Linked DNA regions of Gossypium arboreum: region 2 is linked to region 1. The links are chromatin contacts, called in public Hi-C maps. All regions are on one chromosome and are shown on one strand. The core of a region is the stretch at or near the end of the contact, and the rest is flanking DNA. Distances in the headings are between cores, read along the strand shown.

Evidence for each region. A called contact is a pair of places that touch in the nucleus more often than the background predicts.
Region 2: a contact with region 1 is called in a Hi-C map of leaf, with 2.8 times the contacts expected there. The contact joins the promoter of LOC108457616 here to the promoter of LOC108458019 in region 1. A contact is called at or near these places in 2 of 5 Hi-C or Micro-C datasets (both in leaf).

Annotation. Positions count from the first base shown.
Region 1 is chr4:103,921,836-103,925,293 of ASM2569848v2, forward strand. LOC108458019 (histone H4) reads right to left here and starts at 1,968. Exons shown (of 1, transcript XM_017757248.2): 1 at 1,440-1,968. The coding sequence starts at 1,869. The coding sequence ends at 1,558. LOC128291677 (a long non-coding RNA gene) reads right to left here and starts at 239. Exons shown (of 3, transcript XR_008281499.1): 1 at 28-239.
Region 2 is chr4:104,125,183-104,128,640 of ASM2569848v2, forward strand. It overlaps LOC108457616, which reads right to left and starts at 1,737. Exons shown (of 2, transcript XM_017756657.2): 1 at 1,269-1,737; 2 at 1-867. The coding sequence starts at 710.

The DNA.
Region 1 (3,458 bases), core at 718-3,217:
TTGATAAAGAATGAAACATGCTTTTACCTTTTTCTAGCTAAATTTTCTCCCCCTAAACAACAAAATCCTAGGTGGGGTTAATGAAGAAGATGATAGAAACAGTGAAGAAGGAAGGTCAAATATAACTTAGGTAAGGTATTTTTGTAAGAAATTAAAGATAAAATGGTGAAATATTTAGGAAATTTTGGGAAGGAAATGTCAAGAATGGAGAACAAGTTTCTTTCCCTTGCTTTCTTGACATGGCCAACTAAAGGAATAAAAAAGATGGGTTCTTTTTCATTTCTATCATGTTTAAAATATCACCAATGGTCAAAGAGTTAAAAGACTAGTCAATGTGTAGCTAAGATTAAATAAAGCAAACATGAGACAGTTTGAAAAGTCAAAACACTACATTGTCGGTTCACTCTTACATAATTTAATACTTAATCACATACATGTTTTAAAATATCAAAATATGTTTGATGATAAATTTATCATTTTACCCTCAATTCTTAATTTAATTTGATGAAACCAAAATTTAGAAAATAACTTAAAACACTAATGGCTTTTTCATATTTTAATTATGAATAAATTCAATAAAAATTAATTTTTTATTGAATCTATGATCGGATAATTTAAAATAATCTTGTACGAAAGATCAAAAATTTCAAGTTGTTACAGCTCCTTTTATTAAAAGTTAAATTACTTAATTATTAATAAAAAGTAATGGTTATTCAAATAATACTTAATATAATTGTGTTCATTATTAATAAATGTAATTATCCAATTTGATATCTATTGAATAGTTATATTTTTATAAAAAGCATAAAACTCATATAAATAGAAAAATGTTCATTTATAAGATACACAACAGTTTTATATAATTTTTCTATAAATAATTTTTAAATCATAAAAATATGTTAATCTAGTTATTTTTACAAATGAATACTATCTTTGGGACGTTGCATGTATGCGTGGCGAGAGATGAGTGCAAGGGAGAAGTTAGGAGACTAATTGAATTATAAATTTTTCGTCTAATTTTATCATTTCGGTGGTAATAAAATTAGCCCTGATAAAACTTTACTAGTAAGGAGAACACTAGAAACTAATAAAAAGTTGTATGATTAATTTCAAAGAAATTGCAAATCAATTTTATGGTTATTTAAAAAGAGTAGTTTGCTCTGAATATAATGTTTTTATTTATTTTTAGATTTATTAAATAATGTTTAAAAGAGAAGATAAAAATGTTCAACATTCAAGTTTTATGTTAATTGATAAAATAAAGTACCACTACGCCCGTTGAGCTTCCGGATATCAGAAGTGTTCATTTATCCATCAAAAAACACTGACCCAATTTACCCTTTAAAAGAACCCACCAACCCAAGTTCCACAATTCACATGGGCGTGGGTCAAATGTTCTTGGATGCACAAAACCCAGAAACAAATACTCAGACGAAAAGTTGAAGATATCAAATAAGACCAAGTTTTATTAAAAGATTGAAGCCCAAACAAAATGAAAACAACAAGCTGTTGCAAGAGACTTGCAAAATCTAAATAATAAATTCCTAAAAATCCTCTTTAACCACCGAAACCATATAGTGTCCTGCCCTGCCTTTTGAGAGCATAAACAACATCCATGGCCGTAACAGTCTTGCGCCTAGCGTGCTCCGTATAGGTAACGGCATCACGAATCACATTTTCCAGAAAGATTTTGAGCACACCTCGCGTCTCCTCGTAGATCAAACCACTGATTCTCTTCACGCCACCTCTACGAGCCAACCTCCGGATTGCCGGCTTCGTAATGCCTTGAATGTTATCCCGGAGAACTTTCCGGTGCCTCTTCGCTCCACCTTTTCCCAAACCCTTGCCTCCCTTTCCACGTCCCGACATTTTTTTGGTTGAGAGAGATTTAAGGGATTAAAATGCCTGTAAAGTGAAGATCCTATTTTTCGAGTTTTTAACTTGTTTGAAGCGGGGGGATGTGAAGGGGTTTAAATACGAAGGCTCTTTCTCGGGGTTAGCAATGACAAAGAATAATATAGACCGTTTGATGGAATGTTATCGACGGTAAATATTTGTGATCCGTGCGTTTTGACTTTGTTGGTTGAAGATGAAGAAGATGCAAAAGCATATCCGTTAGATTTATGTTTTATTAGAGTAATCCGTGTCTGTGTATTAATGTAGTTGGTCAAGTGTAATATACCCGGATTGATGAGGTGGATTGTTGACATAAATTCCTCCGCCTGAAATTTCATTTTTCTGTTTTCCCACCTTTGCTTTTTTTTTTTTTTAGCTTAATAGTATTATAAGCACCGAACAATTTCAAAAAATTCAATTAAATCCCTCTAAACCTTTTAGCTCCAATTTAGCCTTGAACTTATAAAACTAACTATATCAGCCATTTGACTAACATTCATCATTAGTTTTTAAGGAATAGTTGGTGTGACCATTAATGGCTACTAAATTGACCCATGATTACTGATATGGTAGTGACACATCAGCAACAATTTTTCTTTTTAATTTTAAGTTAGAATGAACTTGGACTAATTCTTCTTGATTCTTTCATCTTTCTTTTCTCTAAAACTTTGGTATATTACTAAAATTACATTAGAGGAAATTTTGTCTAAAAGATTGAATTTTAAGTAAGACTATTTGTGACCCTCCAATTTTTTTTGGAAATTGAACCTAGTGTGGTTTTTCCAGCCAAATTTTCTGACCGACTTTAAAGCTTTATTTTTTTTATCTTATTTCACGATTCTTTTTGAGAAGAGCAATACCAAACGTGTTTGATCTTCTTTATTAGGATCTACGAATATTAAAGTATTATGTTAACCTTGAGGGGTGACATCCACTATACGATTACATCGATCAAGGTGAACTTGCTTCTAAGGCAATGTTTTTCCATGACACAATTATTATTTCATTTATTTACACGTGTTTTATTTATTCAGTCGGTGCTAACGAATTTGTTTTGTAATAGTAATTTTTCGAACAATTTAGAAGCAAATTTATATTACTATTAGACATGTTTGTCATAATGAACAAATATATTGTCACAATGAACAAATATATTCTTGATCTCTCCAAGCTTGAGCCTCTCAACCAAACCAACTACCAGTGCTCTGATTGCCATTATGAGAACAAACCACAAGCACATCTAGTTGAAAATTCAGATTACATAACAACCGTGATGGTTTCCAAAGTGAACCTAGTCGAGAATAATGCTTAATGGATGTAGACACAGGCACTTCAAAACACTTATGTGCCAACAGAGAAATGTTTATCGAAATTGAAAGTGTAGCTGAAGGTGAACAAGCCTACATGGATAATTCTATCAGTTCAAAAGTACTCGGTAAAGGAAATATCTTACTTATACTTACTTTTGGCAAAACATTAGCATTAAATAATGTTCTTTATGTACCTACCATGCATAGGAATTTGATCAGTGGTGGATTACTGAATAAGACAGACATTAAACT
Region 2 (3,458 bases), core at 487-2,986, 200 kb after region 1:
CACCTTTTCCGGTCTTCCTCACTCACAGCCATGAGATTTGGTGCTGGAACAACCTCAATCCCATGTAGACATTGGGGGTTTGACAATCCTCTGTATTGCTTCCGTTGCATCCTGTGTGAACGGACAAATCCTTTATCCACACTAAACGGAAATGGACGCTCTCCTTGGCGAGAATGGCCATTCATGTAGCTTCTGAGTTGCATCTTACCCAGAGCATTCTCGGGTCTCTCCTTGAAAACCCACATGTACATATTCTCCATATCGTGTTGAACCATAAAAATATCCAACTTCAGATCTGATTTGTCAAAACCAGAAACACCGTTGCTATCGCGAATAATCTTGCCCTTTGATTTGTCATTCAAAGCAGGCTTAAAGTAAAAGCTAAAGAATAACCAAGCACCCCATATGCTGTCTACCCGCTTGGCAAACTTTCGTTCCGCTTTGGGTGCAGCAAGGTAGCTCTCAATCTCAAATGCTTGTGAACTGAGCCCAACATCCAAAATATCACACTGGTCTGAATTCCATGGCTGTGGGGGAGGGCTACGCTCGGCGGAGAGAGGCAAATTGATATCAGGCGGCCGAGAAAGAACAGTTTGCCTATTCATTTCCAAATCCAATTCATCATGAGAAGAAGCACTTGAATCCATAGATAAGAGGGTGGAAGGGTGATGATTTTCCATTAACAAGGCTGTGAGCAAAGAATCTCCCATTTCAGCTTATCCGGTTGAAGAAGGTAAGTACTGCTGTTGGTGGTTTAATTTTTTCCATTTTTGCCCCCCCGAAAACGAAGATTTCAACAAAACAACAACGTTATGAACACCATCATCATCATATCAGTCACCACATGATCTCCCTTCCATCAAAACCCTAAAATTTATCCATCAGAACAAACAACAATCCGCACAAAAATTCACAGAAATTAACAAAACTATATCAATCCAATAACCCTAACTTACTAAAATACAACAAAAAGAACATTCATTTGAAACAAATATTTTAAAAAAAAACAGAGAAAAAAAATCTCTTCAATCTCTACCTGATTATAGAGAGAGACAGAGATTTTCCTATCAAAAAGCTGCTAAAGAAAGACATTATCTAACACTATCTAGAATCTCCCCAAATCCTCCAAACACAGGTGGGAAAAACTGAATCAAAAACATCAAAAAAAGAAACAATTCTTATTTCTTTTTCCACGAAAAAAAACCAACTTTTTTAAAAAGAAAAGGAATTTTTTCTAGAAGAGAAATGAAGGGATCTTAAAAGTGTACCTTTTGGGATAAGCATCGAGGAATCGAGAAGAAGAGTGACCTCTACGAACGATTATCATGCTAATCTCCACCAAATCATCATCTTCCACAACCTTACAGACCATTTTTTCCCTTTTGTTCCGTACTTATTATTGTTCTTTATCTTCCCTCTATTATACGTTTACACTTTCTCGTTTTCTTCCTTTGTTTTGCCGTAAAGGAGAAAAGAAAAAAAAAAGAGAAATGAGAAGCAAAAAAAAAAACAAGTGAATGAGGAGAGAAACAGAATTGTAAGCAACATCGAAATATAGAGAGGTTTTCGTCAGTAAAAGCCTACACCAGATACCACCGATTCAACTCGCTGTTACTTAACGGTAACGCTACACTTTTTTCCAGTGTCATCTTTTTTAGAGGTCAATACTCCACGGTTCCCTGCAACCAGGTATTACTTATCTTTTTCATTTTCTCTTTTCTTCCCCACCCCCCCTTTTTCCCCCTCTTTTTTTTCCTTTTATTTGAATATTATTTTATATTAATGAAAATAAAATCCTCTCTTTACCATATCATCATCTTTAAAAAATTATATTAATTAATTTTAATATTATACTTGCAAATAGATTAATTTAAACGAAAATTACCTAATTTTTAGATCATTTTAATCTTGAGTGACCAAAAATAAAATCTTTACAATTTTGTCACTCGATTTTTAGGCCATTTTAATTTTTGTCACACAATTGTTAAATCTCTAAAGGCAGCTAACTTATACACATCATATCAAGTTTATACTTTCATTTTTAGTCACCTGACTTCTAAGTTGCTTTCATTTTTGTCCCAAAAAATATCCTATTTCCTAATATTGAGTAGTTAAAAAAATTAAGATTAATGTGAAAAAATGGTAAAAATTAAAAGAATGCTTTAAAAATTATCAAATTGTACTTGTTTATCCCTTGCTGAAAGTTCTAATTTTTTTCAATATTGAAATTTTAAATTTTAAAACATTAAAATCAATTAAATAAGTTATTGAAAATATTTTATACCTTAATAGTGTCAAACGATTAGTTATTATAATATTGAAAATAATTAAATGAATTAATTTAGTCTCCTTTTAAATCTTAAAATTTTATTTTATGTTTTCAAAAACCAACTCAAATAAAACATCTTTACTAATTGTACATAAAACCCAAAATTCTTTTGATTATATGATATCAAGTCTTTCATACTAAGCTAAAAGCAAAAAAAATCCTTACAATTAATCAAATCAATTAATTTTATCTTCCATGGCAAACAAATGCAGAATTTTTCATCATTCTTTTACCCAACGAAGAACAAACAATTAATTTAATTAATTGTAATGATTTTTCTTTTCTTTTAGCTTAACTTAGTATGAAAGATTTGATATTATACAATCAAAATAAATTTAAACTTCACACACAATTATCAAATATGAGTTATCGAGTTAATTTAATTAAAATAATATGAAAAGATAAAATAAAATTTAAAAGAGATTAATTTAATTAATTTAAATATTACAGAACAAATTGGTTAACATTATGTTTTGAAATATAAAATTTTAAGGTATAAAAAAATTCAATAATTTATTTAATTGATTTTATGTTTTAAAATTAAAATTTTCGCAATATGATAAACAATTATAATTTGACAAATTTTAATATATTACTTTTTTATTTTTTTACCTAATCAATGCTTTTAAAAGGAATTTTTTTGTGACTAAAATGAAAAAGACCTAAAAGTTGGGTGACCAAAATTAAAATGTGAATATGATATGACGTGTATAAGTTAACTCGCAAGAGATTTACTAGCTAAGTAACTAAAATGAAAGTACTATGAAAATTGAATGACTAAATTACAATAATTTCATTTTAAATGACCAAAATAAAAGTACCTTAAAAATTAGTAAACTAATTTACCTTTAATTTAATTGGTTTTAATAATAAGTAACATCACATTGTATAGAGATTTATAAGTAATTGATGAATATCTTTTGAGATCTTTTATTTTGTTGTTTTCTTCACTTATTTTGATAAATTTCGTGGATTTGGTCGATAAATGGTTAAAGGCTAATGAAGAAAGTGTTTCCACTGTTCCACTCTTTTTTAATGGTGGGTGTGCCTATCAATCCTATCTCACATATGTAAAGGCAACTCACCAAAGATTATAAATAGAGGCAAAGTAAGGAATTGTGGAATGGAA